Linked DNA regions of Arachis hypogaea: region 1 is linked to region 2. The links are chromatin contacts, called in public Hi-C maps. All regions are on one chromosome and are shown on one strand. Each heading gives the region's core, a stretch centred on a gene start, on an enhancer-like site or on the middle of the called end of the contact. The rest is flanking DNA. Distances are from core to core; before and after follow the strand shown. Region 1 holds the start of LOC112793739 (peroxidase 4). Region 2 has its middle 12 kb from the start of LOC112793770.

Region 1 (7,323 bases), core at 4,611-7,110, 40 kb after region 2:
CTAGCTCCTCCACCACCATGAGTATTCGTCCATCACACCGCCGCAAAACACCGCGGGACACGCCGCCCGGACCACCTTTGCCGGGAAGACTTTCGATGCTTCACCTTGAATACCCCTTAAAACCACCAGACCGATTAACCATCGGCTCTGATACCACTTTGTTGGGCCTGGGCCTCACAAAGGAGAGAAAAACCCAACACTCTCCACATATCTAAATTATCTACTCAAACTTTCATTTTTATATCCTTATTCTTTATTTTTAAATAAACATTGTGTTTGTGCATGCATATTTTTCGGGTTGAATTTTTTGCCTTTTTTATTTGTATGTATTGTTTTTGGATTAAGTTCTAGCCATACTTTCGGTTGATCCAATTTAGCTTGAAGTGATGTTTTATAATTAAAATTTATATTTAATATTGAAATTAATATAAACTATTGTATTTTAAACTTTAATTAATATTTTAATATGCATATTAAATAATATTTATTAAATTCAATATTTATAGATAACATTTTATTACTGTAATATTTAAAATTTGTAAAATTATACACTAATTATATATTGGATCTACCCAGTTTATTTGGAGTTAATTTTTATGAATATATATACATTCAAAATAGCCAGGGTTCAACTTCAAACATGTCATTTGTTGATATTCATTAGACACAAATATAAGGCAAATTAATCCACACACATTTACATGCATGCATATATAATTAATCAAGTTAGGTCCACTAACCTTTTTAATAAAGGTCGGGCACGCACGTACAAAGGAAAAAGGGCATATAGTTGAGCTTCCTTGTAACTTCGTTCGTCCCCACAATTATGAATGTTCATGGATGTATAGTCATGGTGTTTATCCAAATTCGATCTAAAAAATTGCGGATATGAATCTGATCTGCAAGGTTTTCGGATCAGATTCGCACATTAATCGGATCGGATTGCAGATTTTGTATTACTATCCGCATATCTGCATATCCACAAAAATAAAGAAATAAATAATTAAATATTTTTTTATGTTTTATTTTAACTAATAATTATCATATATGTTATATTATTTTAATTTATTATTTAAAAAAATATGTTTAATATTATTTTAAGAGTAAACATATTTAAAAGAATATAAAAAATAAATTTTATTAATATTTTTTAATAAAAATAATTTTTTAAAAATATTTTGTGTTTTGCGGATATATCCGATATCCGATATCCGATTCCGATCCGTAAATGTGCGGATTGGATCGGATCCAACTTTAAAAATTGGGAATATTAGATCTAATCCGATCCGATAATTTTAGTACAGATCGAATCGAAATTTTGGCCATATCCGATTCGTGTGCACCCCTACCCATAATTTTAATCAGACTATTAAAAAAATATGTGATGACAACTTCTCAATCTATGAAAAAAAAAGTAGTTTTATTATTCAATATATATATATATATATATATATATATATATATATATATATATATATATTTGCAATGCTTTTTAACGATTTCAGAAAGTGTGGCATATGTGAAAAAAATAATGCAGTTTTTATTCTTGAGCTTGTATTTTCGAAATTTTATTAATTTGGTCATTTGTAGACAAAAGTGTTAGAAAAGATAAGAGAGAACAATAAAAAAAAGTTTGAATATATTTAAGTTGTGTAAAATGATATAATATAAAAGAATATTTATAGGTATTAAAAGAATCGAAATAATAAAAATATAATATTTGATAATAAATATTTAAATATGTTAAATAATACTAATTAATCTTAATTATACTCTAACAAAAAAATCGGAATAAAATTTTGAATCAGATAAACAGTAAATATGTAAAAAGCGAAAAAATGCTATTGTACTATTTTTAATTGATATTTCTTTTAACATACATTATGTTTCTACATGGTCCAGTAGGTAATCTCCTACCATGTGTAACTACGTAGCTTGACAAAAAAAAGAGTGACCACTGCACGACTGATTACTATTATTACTCTATAAATACTATTGTCTTTTAAGTAAATTTTAGGCCAGGCCAGTTCAAATTATACTAATAAAATTTTAATAATTTTGATATCAGAATCTTTTGCATATTTTCAATCGTCGTTTAGACGCATACAAAAAATATTCAGGTCCGATTTTTACAAGCAGTTCGAGTAAACACTTTAGAACATATTCTATATATTTTTTGTATTAAAAGTAAGGGTTATGCTACATGTACATTAAAATTAATCATTAAAGTCAACTATTAATATAAAATATAGACTGAAATATAAATATATATTGAAAATAAATTAAACCACACATGTTAATGTTAATGTTAATAAAGAATGAGAAAAATTAAATAAAAATTTGACCTTTTATACTTAAAATAGTACAAATTAAATATCATTTCTTATAAAAAGTATAAAGACAAATCCTTGACCCAACAAAAGAAGACGGATAGTCAGATAGGATGATGCCAAATACAAAAAACATAAGAGTAAACAAAGGAAAAATTGCATCAAGAGTAGCTTATTTAATTTGAATATTATGAAAAATATTATAGTTCAGTAGAATTTATTATTTTTTTGTCAATATTTTTAGTTATTAATTTAATTTTTTTGTCTAGTAATCTAATAATATATTTTTTAGTCCATATTTTATATTACTAGTTAATTAGTGGCCAAAAATAATAAATCATGCTAATTATTTAATATCTATTTTATAATATGCGTGTGATTTATTATAAAAGTGAGAAGGGTACATCTTAGTGATATAATTATATGGATGATTAAGATTAAAAAGTTACATATCTAAGTTGAAAATTTTTAATGTGAGTTATAATTAACTGTGGTGTTTAATTTGTTTCATAAAAATCAGGTTGATGATATAATCTTAGTCATGGATTGGCATAGGTAATGATAAAATATGACATTTTTTGGTTATATAGTAATATAAATTAAAATAATTAAATTGCCTCATTATATAATTAAACCCCTATATATTACCTCATTAAAATATATTGCCTCATTTGTTGACAAAACCAATCCTTTCTTTCATGATGCTATATTTATTATTTAGTGTTGAAACTAATAATTAAGGTCCAAATAGCAATAATGCAATATATATCACTCTATATGAGAAAATAATAACTTGATAGCAAACTCTTTTCAAACCTAAGGCTAGTTGCTGTCCCTCTAAAAGTAGAAAAAAATATAAAAATAGAAATAAAAATAAAAATAACATTAAAAAAGCTATCCATCCTCATAGGATGAGAGGTATATAGGGAAAAAAAAAAGAAGCAATAGAGTGAAAGAAAAGGCTTTTGAAATGGAACTCTAAATTCAAAGGTACATAGTACATACATCACAACTTCACTTCAAAACAATGCAAAGACAAACTTCTAACAACATTGATCTTAAAATCACTTATATAAGACCAACACTTGGCATGTTTTTACTCCCTTTCTGTTTTCTTCTTCACAAATGTTTCATCATTTTCTTTCACACAAAGTTCAATTTGGAAAATATATATATAATCTCGGATATCAATTTCACAATAGTATATAGTCTTCTATAACAATTCCATTATTCACCTCACTCTCATGTATAATTCAACTACTTAATAATTTCTTTTAGCCATTTGATATAATAACAGTTGCACTTTTCTCGGTCATAATAAAATAGAAGATATATATTATTAATCATATTAGAATCTGATTTATAAATGATAATAAAATATTGTTTTAGTTTTTAATATTTAAATTAAATTTTAATCTACTCTTTTCTATTTAAAATATCGTATTTTAAATATTTAACACCATTACTATCTGTTCAATGAAAATGTTATCAATTAAACAATTTTTTTCGTTTAATAATATCTATGAATTTGGTAATGTTATGCTTTTATAAATAAGAAAAATGGTTATAATATTTATATTAGAAGATATTAGAATTTACTTGATAAATAAATAGATTAATAATATAGCTAACGTGGACAATATGTGAGTTGAAAATACTTATTTAGCAAATTTTGTCAACGTTGTACATTTACTAAGGGTGTTAAGAATTTCTTTTAATTTAACGAAACTATAATATTAAATCTATTTAAAATATTTTAGATAAAAATAAAATATTTTAAACAATAAAAATAAAATGTTAAAAATTAAAAAAATTATCATGCTTGAATAAAACAAATTCTCTCTATTGCATTTTACTAAATAAATTAACAATACGTACAAAACCAACACATTTTATTTTTTTTAATTTGTTGGAGACAGTATATATCTTATCTCAACAGACGAAAGATTAATTTATTCTAAATTTGAGTTCTATTCAAAAGTTCATGTTAATTAATAAATTGTTACGTATACAAATAATATTTAAAATTTTGATATTTGTTTAAATAAATGAATGAATTAACAACACGACCAAAGCCTAGTTGATGATTACCAATACATTTTATTTAGCAGGCACTTTTTGCAACATGTAATATTCAACGTTGGCGAGCTGGCATTGTCGTAATCGTAGCAAAGGGACAACACGCTAAGACCACAATCTGCACCTTTTGGGAAAAGAAAATATTTCATGGACACCATTTTTCAACAAGTTTATAGTACATTTCACCTTTTATAAGAATGAACCTTAATACCTCATTATAGAAATACTAATCAATCTTCACTCTTTACTCAAAAAGTGAAAATTACCATTTTTCATTAAAAAAATATGCTATGCATGTTGCTACGCTCGCTTCTAAAATATTATCTCTATTTATTAATAATAATTTAATCAGGATTTGAAACATAAACCAAATATTTAAGACAAAAATTATTATAAATTTTAATGTTCACCTGAAAATAATTTTAGATCTTATTAATAAAATATTTGATGCTAAAAATAAAATAAATTAAATATAAGAATATATTTTAAAAATTCTTGTAATTGTTTAGAGAAAAATATATAGTATTTTTTCAATGGAAACTATCATAAGATAATGATGAAAAACAATGAATTATTGTCCTTAAACATCAACCGACACAATAGAATCGAATTTCTTCTTATTAAATAGTATAAATATTATATTTATTATACTAGAAAACATAATCCGGTGTTTATTCAAATGGTCTCCTATAAATATAATTATTTATGTGATTTTATCAGTTTCAAAATAATTTTATAATATAATATCAAAATTTTTTATGAATAAAAAGTTTAAAATTCAATTCTTATTATCTCCAAAAAAATATAAAAAAGCAAGTAGCATAAGAAAATTAAAAAAAAAGGATTATGCTAAAATTTAACCAAATTTAAAAATAAATTTTTATTTAAAGAGACGTATTAAAAATATAATTATTTATATTTTTTTATTATATTAATTTTTAATATTACCGATGATTTAATCTCAGTAAATTCTATTTAAAAAAAAAACACACATTTTTTATTACTGATGGTAAATCATCAGTTAAATATAAATTATATGCTGATTTTTTTGAGACAACACATTTTGAATAGGGCGTCATTATAATTATTTTAATATTATCGATAACGTAATCATCCATAAAACTGTCACTAAAACTGAATTATCATATGATATTTTGAGAAAATAGATTCATGACATGGTGGATATATAATAAATGTTCGGTTTTACTTAACAAAATATCTCTAATTAAGTTTGGATTTCATAAATGAAAAGGTATTTCATTCTAATTATCTCTATTTATTAATAATAATTCAAAAATAGTTAATTACTGATCAATCTATCAATTCAATCAAAAATTTCAAGAGGTGACACTGTTATTGCCATGCAATACATTTTATTATATTTAATTATTTGATCAATATAGATGCTAGCTAATTAGGTGAGAATTAATTAATCATGAGTTTACACTCTATATATTGGAGTCTCACACTACACCCTTTATTCATCAAATCATCATATATACTTTCACATAAAAAAAAAGAAACAAATATGACACTTTTTCCTTCTTCTTCTTCTTTATTCCTTGTTTTTTTTCTTGCTCTTCTTGCTGGAACCTCTTCTTCAGGTCATCTACTTTCAGAGAATTTCTATTGTAGAAAATGTCCACAAGTTTTCAGTGCTGTGAAATCTGTTGTTGAAGATGCTGTGGCCAAAGAACCACGCCTTGGTGCTTCTATTCTTCGCCTCTTCTTCCATGATTGCTTTATTGATGTAATTCAACTACTACTACTACATTGTTTTTGGTGTTTTTTATTTTTTTAAATATATTAATATTAATGTTAAACTTTTTACAATGTCATCCTCTAAATTTTTGTCTATTTCGGTACTCCTGAATGGAGTGGTATCAATTTTTAAATATTTATAACCTAAGGTTAAAGAAAAAAAATGTAAGGTATTATATTAAGAGAATAATTTTTATGTGTTAACAATATAAAATTATTTTATATTATTAGTTCACAAAAATTTAAACTGTGAGAAATCATGATGAACAATTATAATGTTGAGTAGTTATAAATTTAGAATAATTTATAGTGCATTATCCACTGCATTAATTGATTAATTATTAACGAAGTGCATGCAAAGAGTTATTGGCATTTATATACTTAAGTTCATGCCAGTGCACTTGAGACATAACACATATTTTTTATATAGTTTTTTTTTTTTCATTTATATACATGTAAAGCGCATATATTGTTTGTTAGGATGATATAATAATAACCATTTATTATTATATACTAGTTTTTTTTATTCCTTGGTGACATTATTATATACTAGTTGCAGATATTGCTTCTTAAAACCTTCATCATTTTTATTGGTCAAGAAAACTTCACGATCTAAATATGAAATTCTAGATCTAGAGTTGAAAGCTTGAAATATATCACATATGTTATATTACTTTTAAAATTAGTTCATAAATATTGATAGTTTATATAAGCCATTCGGATAATTCTCAATATATATATATATATATATATATATATATATATATATATATATATGGCTCTCAACCCATTAGTACGTGTTCTCTTTTCATTTTATAACTTTCATTTCAGAGGGATGTGACACTTTGAATAAAAAAAATCAAATAAATAAAAAAGATCTCAACCAACTAATGGCTCATAGATGGTTTATTAGTCTGGTGAAAATTCACGTGTTATTTTTGTATAAAATTAATGGTTAAAAATTATTATATTTAATTAAATATATTAAATTATTTGATAATTTTTAACTATTAATTTCGTATAAAAATAATTACAAATAAATTTTTATTTTAGGTATGCACCCTATTATTATTAGTTCCACTTTGTGTATATGATTTAATTAAAATTAAAGCAGCTAAGAAATTGAGGTGCATGCATGTGGGAACATGAAAAA
Region 2 (6,863 bases), core at 4,055-6,554:
GGTTAGAAATTGCGAAGAAATGCGCAGAATTAAAAAGGTGCAAAACAATAACGAAGAAGATTAGTATATAGACAAGAAGTAGCAAAAATCAAATATACAGAAATTGAATAAAAAGGAGTAAAAACTCATTTTGAAACAGATATAAAAATGTAGAAATAAACAAAAAGAAGGAGAAAAAAAGTAGCGAAAATTAATTGAAAAAATGTGAAAAAATTGCGACTGAGAATCGCCACTGAGAAAGGAAGAGAGGAGAAAATAGCAACTGAAAATCGGGTCTGAGAGAGAGAAAAAGAGGAGAGAATTTGTCTGAGATAGAGGAAAAGAGGAAGGAATATTTTTAGTTTTTGTATTTGTGTAAGTATTTATATATATATATATATATTATCTGAAAAAAATAGCAGATAATGTATTAAATAAATTAAATGATAAAAATACGTAATTATTTTCTTTTCAGTTAAGATTCAGTAAAATACTGTAATTTAGATTTGTAATATCAATATATTAATAGTAAAGTAGAGAAAAAATGTAATATTATATCAAAAATTTTTTTTTTAAATCATCATTATAATTTATGATTAAAATCATAATTTAAATATTTTAAATGGAATAATTTTATTTAAAGAATTCATAATTCAAACATAATTTTTATATACTTAATAACTATATTCGAGTTAATACATTTAATATTATATTTAAAAAAAACGAACAATGCATATCATATTATTTATTTATTAATTAAATTATTACATTTCAAATTAATTTTAATAGAATAATTTAAAATTATAATTTCAATTTTATCACGTGCATAGCACGAATTATTACACTTATTTATATATAGGGTAAATACCATTTCCGCCCCCTGAGCATTTTAAATTGGGACATGTCGCACCTTTATCATCCAGAAACCTCAACCAGGTCCTCAACCATCAACATTAGTGGACGTATCGACCCCTGTGACCAGTTGCCAACAGGTTACCTGAATGACGTGTCAGGTGGAGGTTGAGTTGTCAAATGTAGGTGCCACATGTCACTAGAAGTTGTTGCAGGGACTAAAAACCCCCTCCCTGCCCAAACTTTTCTCAGCTCCACCGGCAACACCCTCCACTCACCACCCTTCCCCAGCACTCCTCTACTACCGCCGCCGCCGCCACCACTACAACCGCCTCACAACCTTCGCAACTCATGCAAGTCCTCCACCTCTTCTTCTTCCTCCACAACCTCCCAAAACTTCACCTAATGGAGGTTTTCTCTCCCGACAACACCTTCCACCACCACCACCACTACTCCTCCGCCACAACAACCACCACCAACGCCACCAACTCTTCTACTTCCCAACAATCTCGAAGAACTCTTTCACCTCTCCGAGCTTCAACTCACTACCACCACCTCACTACCTTCCCAACAATATTTTTTTGTTAGAGTAATATTGGTTCAACTCTTGCAGCATTAGAAATTCATGCTGCTCAAATGCGGGGCCATTTAAAGAGGGATGATGAAAAGTTTGAGGAGTTTACAAAGGAGAATAGGTTAATGGAGGTTCTATATTCTAACAACAGGGAAAGTAGAGTTAAATGGAATACACTTGCCTTTCATGTTCTTTCATTGTTGTCTATTACTGAGTTCTTGTTTTCGAACGTTGGTTTTGTGAAGGAGGTTGTGGAGTGGACTATGCATTGTTTGAATAGGGATGGTGTTTTAGAAAAATTGAAGTGGTTGGTTTATGCAATGAAAGAAATTTATGATAATGAAGGTGCACTGAAGAAGATTAGGGAGTTGACAATTTTTTATGATGAAGGAAATTCATTGAGCAATCTGTTATGGTGGCTGCACAGTAGAAGAGGCCATGGAGAGTCATTGCAAGAGCAGCAAGATTGGCTCTAATGGCTGAAGAAGTTGGCTTTGTTGATGTGGCGTTGGTGGTGGTTGTTGTGGCGGAGGAGTAGTGGTGGTGGTGGTGGAAGGTGTTGTCGGGAGAGAGAACCTCCACTGGGTGAAGCTTTGGGAGGTTGTGGAGAAAGAATAAGAGGTGGAGGACTCGCATGAGTTGCGAAGGTTGTGAGGGGGTTATAGTGGTGGCGGCGGTGGTAGTGGTGGAGGAGTGCTGGGGAGGGGTGGTGGGTAGAGAGTGTTGCCGGTGGGGCTGAGAACAATTTGGGCAGGGAGGGGGTTTTTAGTCCCTGCAACAACTTCTAGTGACACGTGGCACCTACATTTGACAACTCAGCCTCCACCTGACACGTCATCCAGGCAACCTGTTGGCAACCGGTCACAGGGGTCGATACGTCCACTAATGTTGATGGCTGAGGTTTCTGCATGATAAAGGTGCGACATGTCCCACTTTAAAATGCTCAGGGGCCGGAAAGGGTATTTACCCTTTATATATACAGGGACATAACTTAGTTGAGACAAGGAGGGCCATAGCTCTCCAAAACTTTTTTAAAAAAATTTAGTAGTACTTCTTCAAAAAGTAGAAAATAGTTTAGTACTTTAGTTGGCTCAAATACTTTACCATAACTTAAAGTACCCAAGTTCAATCTTCATTTCTTGCTTTTATTACACATTAATTTTTAGTTTTCAACATTCAAAACATAATCAAAATTAAAAGATAAAATCAAATCAAATAAAAAAGTTATCTAACAAAAAAAGATAAGAATAAAAAAGATCATCTAATAAAATAAAAGATAAAAATTATCATTATAAAAAAGATCATCTAACAATCAAATCAAATAAAGATCATCAAATCAAAAAAGTTATCTAACAAAAAAGATCATCTAATAAAATAAAAGATAAAAATCATCATTATAAAAAAAATCATCTAACAATCAAATCAAATCAAAAAGTTATCTACTAAGCTATTTTTAGTCACAATTGATAAGCAATTACAAGAGTTAAATAGCAGATTTAATGATCAAGTAATGGATCTACTAAGTCTGAGCTCTACTCTCATGCCTAAGGATGCTTACAAAAATTTTGATATTGCTAAGATTTCTACTCTTGTTGACAGCTACTATCCCGAAGACTTTACTGAACAAGAGAAGATTAATTTGCCTTTTCAACTTCAGCATTTTATTCTTGATGCTCGTCAGCATCCAGAAATGAAGAATTTGTCAACTATTCATAAACTGTGTAGATGTTTAGCAGAAACAAAAAAAGTCAAAAGTGTATTATTTGATTGATAGATTGATTCATCTGATATTAACTCTTCCAATTTCTATCGCTACTACAGAGCGATCATTTTCAGCAATGAAAATAATAAAGACAAGGTTAAGAAACAAGATGGAGGACGACTTTCTCGCGGATAGTTTGGTTATTTACATTGAGAAAGAAATTGCTGAAAAATTTAGTTCTGATTCAATTATTGTAGATTTCAAGTCACTAAAGATTCGAAGAATATTATTATAAACTATTTTATATTTTTTATCTGTAGAATTATTTATTTATTATCTTATTAGTAACAAACTTAAAGAATAATTATATTGATAAATTTTATTTTAATATAAATATTATTATTAAATTTTGGCTCCCAAAATTTTATGTCAAACTCCGCCACTATATATATATATATATATATATATATATATATATATATATATATATATATATATATATATTATCTGAAATTGGTGACTAAAATTAGTGTACACGTAACATATATAATATGATTTTTGAACTTTAATTTTAATTTTTGGGTTTGATTACAACTTTAAATGTGTTTGATTATAAGTTGATTTCGAATTATGATTATTATGATTTGGGACATGTTTGATAGTTAACTTTATGATATAATTAGCTTAATAATTAAATACACTCTAAAATCATATTATAAAATTTGGTTATAATTAGGTAAAAACCAAACTTAAAAATATAAATCCAAATTTAAATTCATTATTTAATCATATAATCAAATTCGGAATTCATGTAAAAGAGACATTTATTAACTATTTTTTTTTATCAAAAAACAAAAATAATCAATATAACATGTACAATATTAGGTAAATTCTATTCTATCTATTCTTATACATCACACATACAAAACAAAAGTGGATATAATTATTATAAAAAAAATTATTTTTACAATTATATCTTATCTATCAAAATATGTGAACTTGTAATTGACCATAATTTATATACAAGATACTACCCACTTTCTAAACCTTCTGCCACAACTATCAACTAGCCTTGTTGATGATGTAGTTGGTAAAGGTTTTGACAAACTATAAGATTGTGAGATATCAAGATTGAATCCCATAGTTGGTCTAGCCATCGTGTACTTCATGTCCACCATCTTATATAATTGGCAAACCTCAAACTTTACTTTGACAATAAAAAAATAAACAAACATTAATTAATCAAAAATTCAAACATGTATAGTTATGCAAAATTATAATGATCTCATATTCTCATCATGGGATTTTTTCAAAAATTGTTTCTTTTGGCTCTTGATCCCCCTCCCAAAGAAAAGCCTAGAAATAGTCCAAGAGTTCAATAGAGATACGACTTCGTTTTGATGCCATCAAAATATAAATCATCCACGAGTAAAAAACGAAAGCATCATAATCTACCTTTGGCGTATTACAAATACACCTGACTTATAGGATAATACTTCACTTGGTAAAAATATATGGTCATCAATTTTCAATTTAGTTCCAAATTAGACGTGTAACCCATTAGCATTATTTTTAACTTTTGAGATTATTGTGTAAATTCTTTGTATAATTTTTTTTTATTGATTTTATAATTTTTTTTAAGATGAAGAAGGATTAAATTCTAGATTTTTAAATCATAAAATTTTTTATATTATATTATAAAATTATTTTTCTTAAAAATTTAAACGGATAAAAAAAGATGAATAATTATATCTATAACTAGTAATACTAGGGAGATGATTTTTAAAATTATCTTATATAACATAACATCCATAATTTTATATATATAATATCCGTAATTACATAGTTATTACATCTAAAATTGTATCATTATTTTAACGATAATTAGTAAATATTAAATAAAATAATTTTGAGTTGTTTGGGCTAATTTTTTATTGTCTCTTAAACATTATTGATATATAACATTTAAGACAAAGATCTATGAATAAATCAAGAGAATAAAGGAGACTAAGATCAATGAATTGGATACAAATTATTTTGTTTTGGAGATAAGAATTGGATAAAATTTATGTGCGACATTCTTGTAAAGATTGTCCAAAGCCAACAAAATATCTTCTTTTGTTTTTTGGTCTTACACTACACACACCCAATGTAAATGTATACAGTATACACTCTTTTCTTTTTGTCAGAACAAGGTGTCTTCTTGATCTCTTACAATAATTCTATCCATCGTCTTTAGCATTTTTGTTATATTCATTTTAGATGTCTCCATAACCCAAAAATATTATTGGGTTATTTTTCTTTTGGGTGCATGCTAAGCCCACCAGCTTTTATCAAAACAAAAAATCGAGAACAACAGGAAGTCTAAAAGGTTAATTTAAAAAGCTAGGTACGAGAAGGTGCTTAAATTAAGGATTTAACTTTTTAAAAATAGGATAGTTGGATCCTATGATAATCCCTTATTCGATTTAAAAAAAATGCTATGTGACAATGCTTAGCATGAACTAATTTCACAAATTGGCGTATCACTACCTTCCACCAGCCAAAACAATCATGTCTTACATACTTGCAAATAAATATGCATTATGCATGAGCTACGAGAAAGATCATCACACACAAATAATTGGGGATTAATTTGTTTATTTAGATATGTAAAATCATGTTCTTATTATTTATTTTCTGGACATATATATAGTTCATCACATTCATTGTAGAAATTTAAAATTCTCTCATTAGGTGGGGATTGCAAGGGATCCCCTCATTTGTCTGATTCTTGAAATATATAAAATGTGTACATTACATTAAATTGTATGTGGAGATTTTTTTTAAGTGAACATTATAATTATTTTTTTGAGAAAAGTGTATAATGTACATAATGTTTTTATTTTTTTATTATAAAAAAAAGAATACTTTTCATTTTTACCGTTATGCATTATATGTTATATATCAAATTATTAATGTGGAAGTCTATTTGCCTGTTCTTCTTCTTTTTCCTATCACTATTAATGTGGAATCGAACCCAGGTTTTCTGAGTAAAAGCCAGATATCCTAATCGCTGGATGACAACGGAAATGTTGATGTTAAAACAAACAAATAGATTTTAATATTAAATAATTTTGGGCCAAAAAAATAGTGTCTGTAAAACTATGTATAACTGTATGTTGTATAAATTCATATTCAGTTATTTTTGTATAAAATCTAAAATTGTTATTAAACAAATTATCTATAAAAAAGAAAAGTAAAGAAAAAGGATTAAGACATCTTTATTTAAAAAGAAAGTATTGAGAGCCAATATATTTATTGAAAGTAAGGGTGTGGATACATTTCCCTAATATGACGCGTTTTGACGAGAGTGAGTGTGTGGGATTTCGGCTATCATCCTTATCGTCAAAGGCAAAACTGTGAGGTCTTGTGTGCCAAAGCGGACAATATCGTGCTAGTGGGTGGTCTGGGCAGTTATAAATGGTATTAGAGTCGGAGCCCGGATCGATGTGCCAACGAGGGTGTTGGAATCCTTTAGGGGGTGGATTATAAGGTCCCACATCGCTTGGGAAGTGGAACGAAGCATGCCTTATAAGAGTGTGGATACCTTTCCCTAGCATGACGTGTTTTAACGAGTAAGTATGGGGCTTCAGCTATCAAAGCGGACAATATCGTGTTAGCGAGTGGTCTGGTTTGTTACATGTGACATTTAAGTTTGTAAAACAAATACTAAATTGTATTTTTCTTTAGCCATTTAAACTAGATCGGATGTTC

What was found. Hi-C and Micro-C count contacts between places; a contact is called where the count stands out from the background.
Region 1: a contact with region 2 is called in a Hi-C map of leaf, with 2.3 times the contacts expected there. The contact joins the promoter of LOC112793739 here to the enhancer-like site in region 2. A contact is called at or near these places in 2 of 8 Hi-C or Micro-C datasets (leaf and an unstated tissue).

What each region holds. Positions count from the first base shown.
Region 1 is chr1:7,604,787-7,612,109 of arahy.Tifrunner.gnm2.J5K5, forward strand. It overlaps LOC112793739 (peroxidase 4), which reads left to right and starts at 5,861. Exons shown (of 4, transcript XM_025836243.3): 1 at 5,861-6,159. The coding sequence starts at 5,938.
Region 2 is chr1:7,565,392-7,572,254 of arahy.Tifrunner.gnm2.J5K5, forward strand. No RefSeq gene overlaps it. Among protein-coding and RNA genes, the nearest start is that of LOC112793770, 12 kb to the left of the region's middle. Within about 2 kb of position 5,305, at least 3 of the 3 cell types and tissues checked have open chromatin away from gene starts, as enhancers often do.